2 separate regions of the Anas platyrhynchos genome follow, and region 2 is linked to region 1. A link is a contact called in public Hi-C data. All regions are on one chromosome and are shown on one strand. Each heading gives the region's core, a stretch centred on a gene start, on an enhancer-like site or on the middle of the called end of the contact. The rest is flanking DNA. Distances are from core to core; before and after follow the strand shown. Region 1 holds the start of LOC139998677 (interleukin-5-like). Region 2 overlaps LOC101799949 (organic cation/carnitine transporter 2).

Evidence for each region. Hi-C and Micro-C count contacts between places; a contact is called where the count stands out from the background.
Region 2: a contact with region 1 is called in a Hi-C map of F1 follicle, with 2.2 times the contacts expected there. The contact joins the enhancer-like site here to the promoter of LOC139998677 in region 1. A contact is called at or near these places in 3 of 8 Hi-C or Micro-C datasets (F1 follicle, skeletal muscle and subcutaneous adipose tissue).

What each region holds. Positions count from the first base shown.
Region 1 is chr14:1,702,721-1,709,104 of IASCAAS_PekinDuck_T2T, reverse strand. It overlaps LOC139998677 (interleukin-5-like), which reads right to left and starts at 1,258. Exons shown (of 4, transcript XM_072023405.1): 1 at 708-1,258; 2 at 513-545. The coding sequence starts at 887.
Region 2 is chr14:1,770,441-1,777,149 of IASCAAS_PekinDuck_T2T, reverse strand. LOC101799949 (organic cation/carnitine transporter 2) reads left to right here. Exons shown (of 11, transcript XR_005269318.2): 5 at 864-990; 6 at 5,555-5,655; 7 at 6,673-6,709. Among named protein-coding and RNA genes, the nearest start is that of IRF1, 52 kb to the right of the region's middle. Within about 2 kb of position 2,344, at least 4 of the 8 cell types and tissues checked have an H3K27ac peak or open chromatin away from gene starts, as enhancers often do. A contact at or near this core is called in F1 follicle, where this site is marked.

The DNA.
Region 1 (6,384 bases), core at 9-2,508:
TACACAGTAAGTCAGTGTTTTGGTCCTAGGATGTTCTCACAAGCCACATCATTTGGACAAGATGTGGTAATACAACTACCCTCGTTGATGGAACATGTATAAAAAGGTGTTCTAAAATTAGACTAAATAGCTTGATAAAAATAAAAACTAAATAGGTAGGATGGAGATGGACAGGCAAGAAATGTGAATGAGTTCATTCCTCTTGCCTTTTTATTGTCCATCATTTAAAAAGTTGATTCAGAAAATCAGTGTGTGTTCTGCAGAAGTATTACAAAAACCTAGAACAAGAATAGATGCTGTATTACTGTCCTTGGCTACTTTTATATCATAAGATATTTTTCTTTGACTCACTTGATTATTTTTAATAACCTTTTACCAGTATTTAATAACATTATAATAGCTTCATTTATACTTATATACAAGTGGAGTATTTTAGGAGATAACTTTACAAGCTATCTTAATTTCCAACGACTAAAGATATGAAAAAAAAAAATTAAAAAAAGTTTACTTACATCTATAGAAGCTGGAGTTTCAATTCTCAGATTCTGAAAAATAATATATTTATTGATTAAGCCTTTCAAATATCATCATTAACACCAATGAAAATAAAATTAAACTTTCAATACAACCTAAGTATTTAGAGAATAAGATGATTCAGTACATCAATATATCAAACTGTATATTTAAAGAGTATAAATTGAACTTACCAGACTGTCCCCTGTCATTGAATTCTTCATCTGTTGTAGTAGTGACAGTAACTCTGCTATATTGCTTATGTGGGGAGCAGCATAGATGCCTGCAGCCAGAAAAATAAGATACAGATGAGTCCTCATTGCTCTGATGTGCTCAGAGAACCTGTCAGTGCTTCTGCGCTGGTCCTCTACCATTTTATGTTCTCTGTACAGGGAAATAAACACTTTGGGTTGATTTTTGAAACTGATATAGAAAGAAAGACCACATGTTGAGACATTCTGGAAGGGAAAGGTTCCAGTAAATTTTGTGATTAATCTTTGGGCATACTCCTTACCCAATCAGCATTTCCACAGAAGTAGGTAGTAAAGATGCAAGGATGTGGCCTCTTATTTTTTTCAGTCAGCAACTCACAGAATGACCCGAAGCATGACCAGGCAGCTGCCAGCCCCACCACACTTCCCCAGAGATCGGGGCCGGCTCCGCTGATAACGGCGCAGCCCACTGATAGGCGATGTAAGACTGCACTGTCAGAGAAAAAAGCAACCACAGAAAATCGGTGGACTAATGTCTGGAAAGAAACCAGCTGTGTTTGTGCAATAATTCTGATAAGACGTTACTGAAATGCAGGTATTCTCTCAAGTAGTTAACTCGAGGCTGTGCCACTGCCCAGAGCATGTGCAGGGAGGGCAGGTGGTGAAGCACCAGCAGGGCAGCACCACCATGCCTGGGATGGGGACAGCTTGTGGGAGTCACACCTGAGTGTTTGTTCACTTGGAAGTGTCATGGTTCTTTGCTTGAGATCACTGGGGCCATGCAGCAAGGCCAGGGAGCCCTGTTCCCTCGGGGAAACCCTTACTGGTTCCCTTCTGTGGGGCTCCAACCGTGGGCAGCTCCGAGGGCCTCGCAGCCGCACGCTCCTGTCCCTGCAGTGCTCTGGCTGCTCGGAGGAAGCGGTGGCAAACCTCAGGGCCCCGTTATGTTTCTGTCTGCTTAACATCACCGCCTGCTTTCTGCACGTTGCTGCCTGGCTGGTGGTGCTGAGCAGCTCAGGGCTGGCAGCGGGGCCCTGAGGCTGCAGCAGCTGAGTGACACCCCGGTGTCTCGGTGCCTCAAACTGGGAGAGTCAGCGGTGGTTATGTGGTGCAGCTGAGAATAACCATCTGGCTGGTCGCTGCCAGTTTCACTTGCTTGGTTTGTCATCCCTATCACTAGATAGTGTCTTTGCGCTGCCAGTTTATCTGCGGTGCCTTCTCATCACGCAGCTGCAGGGACCGCGGCCTTGCAGCACAGGATCTCGGTGGCATCAGTGGGAACCGAGGGAGCCCCGCAGAAAGACTCTGTCAGCTGAACTTGTGAATGCTGGGAATGAACTCATAAAGCCCTTTTTTGGCCCACTGCGCTTCCGGCAACAGCAAGAAGTGTTTTATGGTCTGTTCCAACTTACCTCCCACAAACCTGCAGCAATGTGGCCCTGCCTGAGCAGGGGCTGGCCCAGGCGGACCCCCAGGTCCCTGCCTGCTGACCCCAGTCACTGGCGTTCTGTTTTGGGGCAGAGCCCCCTTCCCCTTCTGCAGGCACTGGGGCTGTACCCACCAGCCAGGCAAGCTATTGACCCTGACCCTGTCCCTGGAGGCCTGCATGGGCACCATGGTTTTGAAGGGCTGCAGGACCTCCAGCCTGCTGTGTAATTTTTTTTTATTATTTTTTTGTTAATCTTTGCCTCTGCCCAGGGCTGGCTCAGCCCATGCCAGAGCTGGTCCTGTCCCTGGGGGAGCTGCTGCCATCCCTCCTGCTCGGGTCTTCTCATCACACACAGCACAGCTCCATTTTGTTCCTGGCCAACTTGCCTGCTAACAGATTTTCTGTCTCAAGCCTTTCTTTACTTTTCCTCCCTTTTGAGTTTCGGGTTTTTGATCACTTCTGTGGAATTGCAGCACTGTTCCAGAACTTTGTATGAACTGTACAATTCCTTTTTTCCCTTGGCAAATTTAATGGGCTTTTCTTTTCTTTTTAATTAGGACATTCATTCCTGGTTCCCAAGAATTACATTGTTTTGTTTATTTATTACAAATACCACTATCATGAGCTTGTCTTTGCCCTGTTTGTTCTTCATGTTTTCATGACCATTGCATCATTTTGTCACATACTCCAAAACAGTAAGACTTTGTGATGCAGTTCCCATTTTTTACCCCTGCTTCTTCATGAAATAACTTCAAACTCTCCCTGTGTCTTTTTTTTTTCCCTAAACTGGCTCAGTGTCCCCACACAAACTGTTGTCATTGCTTTCAGTCTCAGCTTCATCATTGTTCTGAGGGCTTTTTACATGTGAGTTCATGGTTAAGAAGATGAAGGACACCTCTAAGAACAAAAAGGGTGATGAAAGCAACAGATCTTGACCTTCTCCATGCTGTAAACCTTGGTCTCCACAGGTCTGGAATCTATCTGATCTGTGAGCATGGGCAGAGTGAAGGCACCACGAACACAAACAGAATTGGTAGTAATAAAAATAAAATAATTCTGAAGAATTTTTGAAGGCTGGAGAAAAAAAGCACTGAATGCAAATTCAAACTCTTGGATTGACCCGAAGTTACTCCATCTGAATTTGGAATGATCAGGAATATGAAAGTGAATAAATAATCTAATCAAGGGCAGTTCGACACACTGCAGTGCTGAGAGAGGTGGCCCTGAAGTGAGACACGTGAACTGACATGCTACCATCACCTCCGGATTTTTTTTGGAGGCATCATTAGCTGGAAGCTGCATCTGCAGTATCTGGTTTTGCTCATTCATCTAGATAAGCACGAAGTTACGATGCCCAGATAAGCTTTCTGTGCTGCTCCGATTAAGTAATGCAGCATGGATATGGTGCAGCAGCTTGTGCCTCGCCAGGCTCCAGAAAAGGGAAACTTCTGAAAGCCAGGAGCAGGCTCCAGCTCCTGTCCTCGATGGTCTGTCCACTGAAGACTGTGGCAGCTGCTGACAAGGGGCAGGTGACAGTGCTGGAGCATGGCAGAGGTGATGCTTGGGGATCCCTTAAGCCACTTCTCTTCTGTCCCCCATGCTCCAGGGCTGTGGGCAGCAGCATGCCCATGGGGGAAGCCCCCAGGCACCATCAGGAGGAATGTGTGGGTGTTTTGGTGATAAATGGGACCGATGGGTGTGGGTAAAGGGCATCCTAGGGTGACATTTGTGAGAGATCATGTTGGGTCTTTTCCCTCCCTTATCTGAATGGGCAGGCTAGATGTATGAGGAGATCGTAGGGCTTGGAAAGACTTTATCTTCATTTTTAATCCATCTTAATAAATGGGCAGCTTTTGACTCATGTAACTTCACTTATGGAAACTTTATTTCATCACTGCACATCGTTAGTAAATGTTACATCGATTGTTTTCTCTGTATGTGAAGCACTTCCAGCATCCTGCAGCACGGCGGGCCTTCCTGGGAGCCCCTCTGCCACAGCTGCAGACCCGCGGCTTGCTCAGAAGCCAGTGTCAAGCCAGGAAAGTTGAGAAATTTTATAAAAGGCTTGACCTAAAAAAACATGTACATCTTTTTCTTAGGAAGACAGGAGGAATGTTGTTTACAGTTCTGTAGTGTTCTGTGGGGGTGACTGCTTTCTGGAAGCACCATGGGCAGCAGCTGGGCTGCTGTTTGGGGAGCGTTCCTTGGGGAATGGTTTTAACTCTGCCAGGGAGATCGGCACAGGCTGGGCAGAAGTGGACGGGGCCAAGGGTACATGGGAACGATGCCTTATCTGCTTCTTGCAGGGAGAGCTTAAACCTGGTGTTTAAGGTTTTGCTGAATACGTCACAAAAGAGTAAAGGATTAGAAATGCATGGACTAATCAAGGCTTTCCCTTTCTCCACACAAAGGGAAGGCATCAGCCGCTGTTTTTGTTTGTTTGTTTCTGGAAGAAAAGGTCTCAGACAAAGCTGATGCCATTTGCAGCTCTCTCTGTGCCCCATGCTGGAGTAAAGGCACGACCTAACAGAAAATGAAATTGATAGGAGCCCAGAAATCTGTGATTATAGTTCGTTCACCTTAAGTAACTCTGTGTTTGTCTCTAATTCTTTGTTTCTTTGTTTTCTGATTTTTATCGTTGACACCAGGGTTTCAGTTCCCACATTGTAAACCACGCTCCGCAGGAGGAGTATGGCTGGGTGTCCTCTTCCCTCAGCAAGAGACCTCCCTAAGCCCAGGCTCTGGGTGAGTTTGATTTTTTTGCCTATACACCTTGAAAATGACAGCCTCAAGGCTCAGGCTTCTCTTTATTCACAGTAGCGAAGAGGACCGTGTATGTTGAATGTGAATTTTAAATGTTGCACAGTCAGCCTCATCACTTTCCCTGCCCTTACATTTACAGTTTTTCCCTCCCAAAAAATCTCATTCATGTGTCTTGGTGAGGCTGGTTTGAAACAGAATCATTCCTTTCTCTCCCAAGTTGACTTTTCAACAGGTGGGCCAGGCTGCAAATGGATGATGCCCCACATTGGCAATCAAGTCCCTCTGAACACTGACAATCTCTTTCTCACACTCAACCAGATGGTATTTTAAAATGCTCTGAAGTGCTCTGAATTTTCTTATCCTGGCACCAGTAATTACTGAAGAGCAGAGGGCATAAAATGAGGACTGCAGGCATTCCAAGCTTTCTGTTAATCTGTGCTAATTCAGAAAGTAAAATGTTTCCAGAAGAGCAAAATGAAAATATTTCCCTCTGACTGCAAAAGAATAGTGAAAGTATGCTCTTGTGTGTATGAGCTGAGCTTACACACAGTTGCGTGAAAATATGCTGCAATTAGAGATCTTTTCTGCTGAAAAGCTACCTTAGTTAGGTCTAGTGCTTCTAAGCAGTCAGCAGTATTTGTTGGTGCTTGCCTTGTGAGTTTTAGCCTGGCATCAGTGAGCGATGTCATCCCCTCCCAGCACTAAGTCACGTTGCACCCTGTGTTTTTCACGTTTTGAGAGACCTTGGGAGGAAAGGTAAGGTTTTAGTGCAACCAGTAACAATGTTAAAGTCATGCAGCAATGGTTGGTTGAAAGGCTTTAATTTTTAATAGGATTGCATAATTTCTGCAAACGTTGTTGTAAAATACTGACTTCACTCGTATTTTTCAGTTTTATGCAGAAAAGTGAAACAAACCATAAAATAAGGTGGGGGGGGGGGGGGGGTAAAGGCAAGCTCTCCAGCCTTGCCTCATTTGTAGCAGTCTTGCATCATTATAGGTACACATGAAAGTTGTCATTTGAGTGCTTAATGTCTTCTCTATGGATGAGGTTTCTCAGCTGTACCATCTCTAAGGATGCACCATCATCTCCTCTGGAGCCCTGCTGAGGAGCTACCTTTAGGTGACGGGCTCTTTCAAAATTAAATGTTCCACTGTCTCCTGCTGTTGCTACGTCTGTCTCAGTAACTAACGCAACGAACACTTGACCTGTGGGGTTGGTCAGTGTTCTCAGCATTTCCTCTTAATTTCCTCTAATTAATTTCCTCTTAATGCTCTAGCTAAGGCTTACGATTTCTCAATCCAACGCATTAGCCACCTTCACCCTTGTAATAACAGTGTCTGGTTTTGTCCCGGCTTCTCTCAGTCCAAGATGGGAATCTCTTTGCTGTGCTCTCAGGACTTGCAAATTCATCCTCAGCTTTCAGCCACCCTTTTGATGCTTTACTTGCCACTTATTAAGTGTCTG
Region 2 (6,709 bases), core at 1,095-3,594, 67 kb before region 1:
AAGCGTACCCAGTCTATTAAGCTACAAGTCTGCAACTTTGATCTCTGATTCATGTCTGAAAAAAATAGCGTTCATTTTCTGTAGGCTTGTAGAAAATGAAATGATTCCCTATTGAAAGGAGGGAGGGGAAAAAAAAAGGCAAAAACTCATCCTCCTGCATCAACCAAAATCAGTGAACTTTAAGAGCAGGCCTGGGACTAAGAGCAGAATGAAAAATGGTTATTTTGGGAAGCTGGGCAATGGTATGGTGATACAGATAAGACAAGGAGTAAAACAGTGCTTGCACACCTGTGAGACTGCAATATTTTCATCCACAATTGGTGAAATACTACCTCTGTGATGTGACATGTAAAGTTTAAGTAGTCCACATGGTGGTGGTGTTTCTTTGCTTACACAGACTGTGTCTGATTCCATCTCGTTTCTCTTATGAAGCTGAATGACTCATGCAGATTCCACTTTCTGTAAACAGTGTCATAAACAGGCAAGTCAAGAACTGATTTTATAGGCGTTAGTCACTAAGCATATACTCTTAATGTACAGAATGCTGCTTGTGTGTTCACATTTCTGAGTTTCTTTAATTAAACCGTTTCCCCATACTTTGAAGGTTTTAGTTGCTCTTATTTTCTGAATCATACTTCAGCTCCTTAGTGTTTTTTTTTTTTTAAATCCATGAACTCATTTTAATCTGTTCTTGTTCAGCCTGCTAGTCAGACCTTGTACATCTGATTTCTATTGCCTTTGCTGTAAGTTCTGCAAGGTATGGCAAGTTTTGAGCTCTTCAGGGCCTGGAACAGTGTGTGTTGGTCTCTGCAGCAGTGTGTTCTGTGGAAATGCTGACACATTATTATGAACATTTCTTACAGGGTCATTCCAGAATCTCCACGGTGGCTAATCTCTCAGGGACGGTTTCAAGAGGCAGAAGACATACTCCGAAAGGCTGCAAAAATTAATGGTATTACACCCCCAGATGTAATACTTGATCCTAGTGAGGTAATATTCATTTAGCACTCAAGTTGTTTGCTAGAACTATTAATGATTACAGAAAACAGTTAATTTCCAAACATATGAATTGAGTTATGCCTGCAGTGTGTTGTGTCTTTCTCAAATGGGTAGAAGTTCATCCTTTTCCTGAAATGCCTTAAAGCATAATACCCTTTAAAACCCTTGATGTCCCAATCCCATGCAACATTCTAATGCAAACATGTTTTTGATCCAGTTGACAGCTCTTTTCCTTTTAAACCTTTTCCATTTAAACCTCATTTCCATTTAATTTTGAGGGCAGGTAATGCATTTGATTTACCTGTTGCTTTTGTATCTGACTGTATCCCATATGAAGTCAGCAAATTAGCAGGGAGTCTAGTTTATCCCAGGGACTCCGAATGTGGTGGGCTTTCTTAGCCCACGCAGCTGACAAATGACTTGATTCTGATCCTTCAAGCCTCTGGCCATGTTGAGGAGTATGTCTTGGGACCCAACAGAGAACACTTAATCTCCTGGTCTCTTAGCCTTTGTTTTCCTCTAGACACTGACCTTTTTGGACAGAAATGTCTGTTTTCTAGTGATTGGCTGTAGGTAGTAGTTATGCTCTGAACAGATTTTATGCTTGCCTAGTCTAATATAAAGCCGATCCTGGCCAGTGGCACAGGAATTACTGTTCTAGTTTAATTTTCACTCAGTATTGAGGAGATCAAAACTTGAACCTCTTTAGAGTGGATGAGGAAGAAAAGATGCTGTTAACTACTCCATTTCTTCAAAGGTGTTCTTGTTTCCTCTGAGTATCTCCCCTTTGTCTGAGCAGTTGGTGGCCTTAAGCTGTTTAATCAGCTCCACATTCATTCACACATCAGACAGACAAATAGTTTGCATAATCCGGGGGAATGTGGAGATCTGTAGAGTCTGTCTGGGCATGGTTGCTCAATTGTGTTCTTATTGACACTAGACATTGTCTAGCTGTTGACAGGAAAATTGATTGTCACTACCTTTGTGTGTTCACTTGATTTACAAGGCCTCTCAACCAGGCTGAGCAAAATGATTAGCCATTAAACTCAAACCTGTTGCTATTGAGATTGAAAAAGCTTAATTTGGCTGGAAGGTGGCTGAGGTACAGGCAAACCTGTTTATCTAGACTGATTTGTAGATAGCAGGAGAGCCATCCTGGTTTTCCTGGAACAGACTGAGAATGGCAGGAAAGCCTAGACCTCTGATGATGGCTCTTTCACTGGACTTTCATAAGAACACCCTTTTTTTTTTTTTTCCCTCCCGCCCACATTCTTTCTCATGCTGTAGGGATAAAAACTTACCCCCTGCCAGCACTGTGGCAAGAGAACAGAAAACGAGCTCTGACTCCAACACTGGCTTAAGGTCACTGCGTCTGGAATGCCTCCATCTCCCATTTGTAGGAAGAAATACTGATCTGTTCCCCGTCTCTGAGCGGGGCTGGATGAAGAAGCGGCAGAAGACAGGGGCAGGACTAGGGAACTGGTGTTCCTGGGGAAGGGAGGGCTGCACTGGGTATTTACACAGTGCTTATTTACGGCCAAAAAGATTAAACCAAGCACATCAACTTTCAGAAATGCTGTTTAACGCTCAAAGGCAAATGAGCTAGATTAGCAGGTAATTGTTTAACTGCAGAACTGTTCTTTTTTTTTTAAAGTAAAAGTAATGCTGTGACAAAACAATCTGTGCAAAGCCATTCTTCCTCAGTGTCCTGTTTACCCTGTTCTCTCGTTTGCTTGCTGAAGCGCTGTAAAGCAGAAGGCTGGCATCTTCCCCTGAGTTTTTAGGAAATGTGTTTACACTGCAGCACGATTCTCAGAAATCCGGGCTCGCCGTGAGGCCCCACGCAGTTGGAATGAGCAGTCAGGATGGAGCAGCGCCCAGGGCTCCTGTCTGAAGCTTTCCTCAAACTGGTGCAGCACCCACAGCATTCAGGCTCTGAGCTTTCAGAACAATTAGGGTCCAGGACAATTAGGGGACTATCCCCAAACAGTCTGCAAAGCATAGAGCCCGGTTGGTTGGATTGTCCAATATGAAGGGAATGAAATTGTTTGGGTGATAGTTTTATTCACAGCCCATCACTTTGCCCTCCCTGCCCTTGCCATAGCTTCTTGCTGCCGCGGATGGGGATTGTATTGTCTGCTTACACAGCTGCTAAAAGGCTGGGCCCTATTTCTCATCGACTGTTTAAATTTTTGCAGTGTTCCTGGTTTTGTTTTGTGCTTTGTTTGTTTTTTCCTCCCTTTTTTTTTGTTTCCTGTTTGTTGGTTTCTTGGCAACCAGGAGTGGCAAAACTGGAGAGTACTTCAGGAGGATCATGTGGTGGATGAGAAAGGGCCCGAGCTGTAAAGCTGCCTGCAGCCTGTGCTGTGGGAGCCTTGTGCTCGGGAAGAAGGGGAAACGATCAAATGTTAAGCCTTTAATAGATCTTCTTGCCTTTAATAGAATAAATAAATTAAGATTTACGAAGGCACATACACTGAGGTTGGGAGTGCATGAGCAGCAGGCTACTGTTTTATCCTCCAGATCTGCAGAGCAAAATAGCACTTGGAAATAACTCTGACCTGATGCAGAAGTTACATAAACTGCTTGTTGGCATTAGCTCAGAGGCAAGATGGTTCACAAGAGGAAGTAATACATTATTTTGAGTTGAGGGACAAGACCCTAAGCACTCTAAATCAGTCTCCAGCAATTAACTTGCCAAAAGATCACCTACCTGAATATGGAGGAGATGCTGATGAGGAATTAGGTTGACCTAGCGGTTGCTTTTGTCTTTTCATTGTGTGTTGTGTCTTGGAATGTATCCAGCTCTTCTCCTGGAAGGCCTGATGATTTAGGGGAAAAAGTGTTGCAAGCTGAACTAATAGAGTAGAGTACTGGATGTTAAATGGGACCAGGCAGAGAGAGAGTTGAGAAAAGCTTGAAGTAGCGAGTGAGCTATTTTGAAGCTACAATCTTACTTCACTTTTATCTGTAATCATTTGCACACACCATGGAGTATGCAGTGCTAACAAAAGACATTCAGTCTTTAAACATTAAGTGTAATTTGACTTTCTCGAGTCTTGGAAAATCGGAGGAGGAAGTAATCTTTGTACATATTTTTTGTGTTTGCACATAGTAGCAGTCTATCTGGTAAGAGGGATTCTTCTGGTTATGAAGAGAGAAGTTGTTGCTTAAATGTTGTGAGCTGTCTTGACAGCTTGCATTTCAACAAGTGTCAGAATTAAAAATATTTCAGCAATAGTTTGTTTTTTTTTTCATTTTATAATTTTGAGTTGCTAAAGTGGATGCTTGTTTCTTTCTTGGGTAGGTTTCTAATAGTTAGTAGGCTTGCAGATTCAGATAGATATAAAATCACCTAACAGAAAAATCTGGAAGATTGTCAGACCAAAATCTTGCTAACATTCTTACTGTGAAACCATTTAAAAAATAAAATAAAATAAAACGGAGCAAGTACTTTGACAAACCCTGAAAATACACTTTCTTTTGTGATGACAAATTATCACATGTAGAAAAAACAATTGTTCTTCAGCCATATGGTGTTGCCTTATCAGAATTTCTTGTTTTAATCAATGCAAGTTGTCCTCTCATATCACCTTTTACATATTTTAAAAAATCTCTCCTTGTTACTCATTGTTTAGAGGTCTAAATTAAAATCCTAAATTAAAAAAAAATAATCTTTCCTCTTGTATAATCTTATCAAGCACAAAACTTGTTAGCATGCTTCATGGAAGAATGTCTGCACTGTTTACACAGACGTGGTTTTATTTTGAAGAGCTGAAAAATTTCATGGGGAAGGGAGAAGTGATGCGTTGTCTTTTTGCTTGTGTTCTTACAAGGAGATTTCAAAACCAGGATAGATAATGATGGGACTCTTCAGCTCCACAGCAGTTTGTCTCAATTTAAATACATTACTGTTAGGTCCAGCATGAGGAGTCATTTACTAAATTTATCCTGCTGCAGTTTAATCTTGTTATTTCTTGCCTCCTCTGTGGTAGATGTAGACAGTTTATCACTTTTTTGCTGGTCTTTGAAAACCATTCTTGCTCTTTTAAGACTCCCTCAGACTTAGGCTAAATAAGCTCTGTATTTTCAGCCTTGACCATGTTTTTCAAATGTCTCATCCTCGTTTCTCTCCTCTTGTCTGGGTGCAATTGACTTAAATGATGCTGAAGGTGTTGAGCTCAAAACTGGATGCAAGAATGATGCCAGCAGTGGCATATAAATTATAAATGTTGTTGCTTTATAATTCAAGTATAAAAGTAACAATAAGCAGCTGCTTTATGGAGCCTCAGGCAGAGAAAATGATTACAAATGTCAGCCTAAGTTTTAAATGATTTTAAATTAGGAAGGAGCAACTGCTTTCGCAGATACTTGGCTCTTGTGGTTATATTGCCATTTAGTTAGAAGCGAGGCACCTGTTTTGGCTCTGCAGCTTACTGAAATGGACCCAGCTGTACTCAGAATACTGGTGTGCAAGTCAGGCAGTGGACCTGTTTTCACAATAATTCTGCTTGTGTGATGTTAATGTTCCGTGCTTCTGTTTGTTTGTTTCCAGCTGCAGGATGTGGATTCCCAGAGACAACAGACATACACCATTTTGGATCTGATGAAAACCCGAAATATTCTAACTATCACAATTATGTCCGTGATTTTGTGGTAAGTGAGAATGTGATTTGGGAGTAAGTAAGCACAAAGGCAGCAAAACAATAAGAAACTGCTCTTTGAACACTGAGATATTCTGAGGAGGTACGGACAAAACTAGTTTTAGCTGACATATCATACACAGCAATGGAGGGGTTGCCCTCAGGTACACTAGGCAGCTTATTTTAAGTAACCGGACCGTGAATGTTCTTCCATTGTGAAGTGAGGAGGAAAAAGACCTAATCTATGGGCAGTGATCCACTTCATGCTGTGCAGTCAGGTTTCTCTGTGTTCTTCTATCACATCAGTGCTGAAGGAAAGGCAGTGCTGAGTGTTCTGTGCCTAACTCGCACCTGGACACATCCTGATCCAATGACCTCGTTTACCTTGTTGCTTGTTGGTGAAGCATAACCTTCTTCCCAGCATCTCCCACGGCACCATAGATTTTGTCAGTAAGGACAATTGTGTGTTTCCCTGGTCACGGGGAAGCCGGCTGCAGTTTAGCAGTGACACGGTTAAGATGGCTCCGTGCCAGCCACCGAGCTCTGTCCTGTTATCCTGACCAACCCAGGCACAGAGCCATGCAAACACGACTTGGGTGCTGTCCAGCCGGAGTGGGGCATGGCAGAGAAAATCCCTGATTGTTTGGGTCTGCCAGGATGCCATACTCCTCCTCCCTGACTTAATACACAAAGCAGGGAGGGTAATGACCCAGAAACAATTTTCTCCTCCCAGAGCTTCTTGTATCCTTCTAAACGTAATGAGAAGCTACTCTAGGCCTCAGAAGCTGTAGAATTCAGTTGTTCAGACTGTCATGGTAAAGCTATAACCACCCATAATAAGAACTAAATAATATTGTTAGATCGTGAACTTACGTCACATCTCTCAGGGATGACCTGAAATAAGGAAGCATGCATGAACCTCACCCCCTCTCCATCAGCATGATTTCTACAATTGGCAGATGGAAAGAGGTTCACGGCAACCGCATGAGGAAGACCAATCTGTCTGATCGTGTTCTTCTCTTTCTTTCAGGATGATAATCTCTGTTGGTTATTTTGGACTTTCTCTT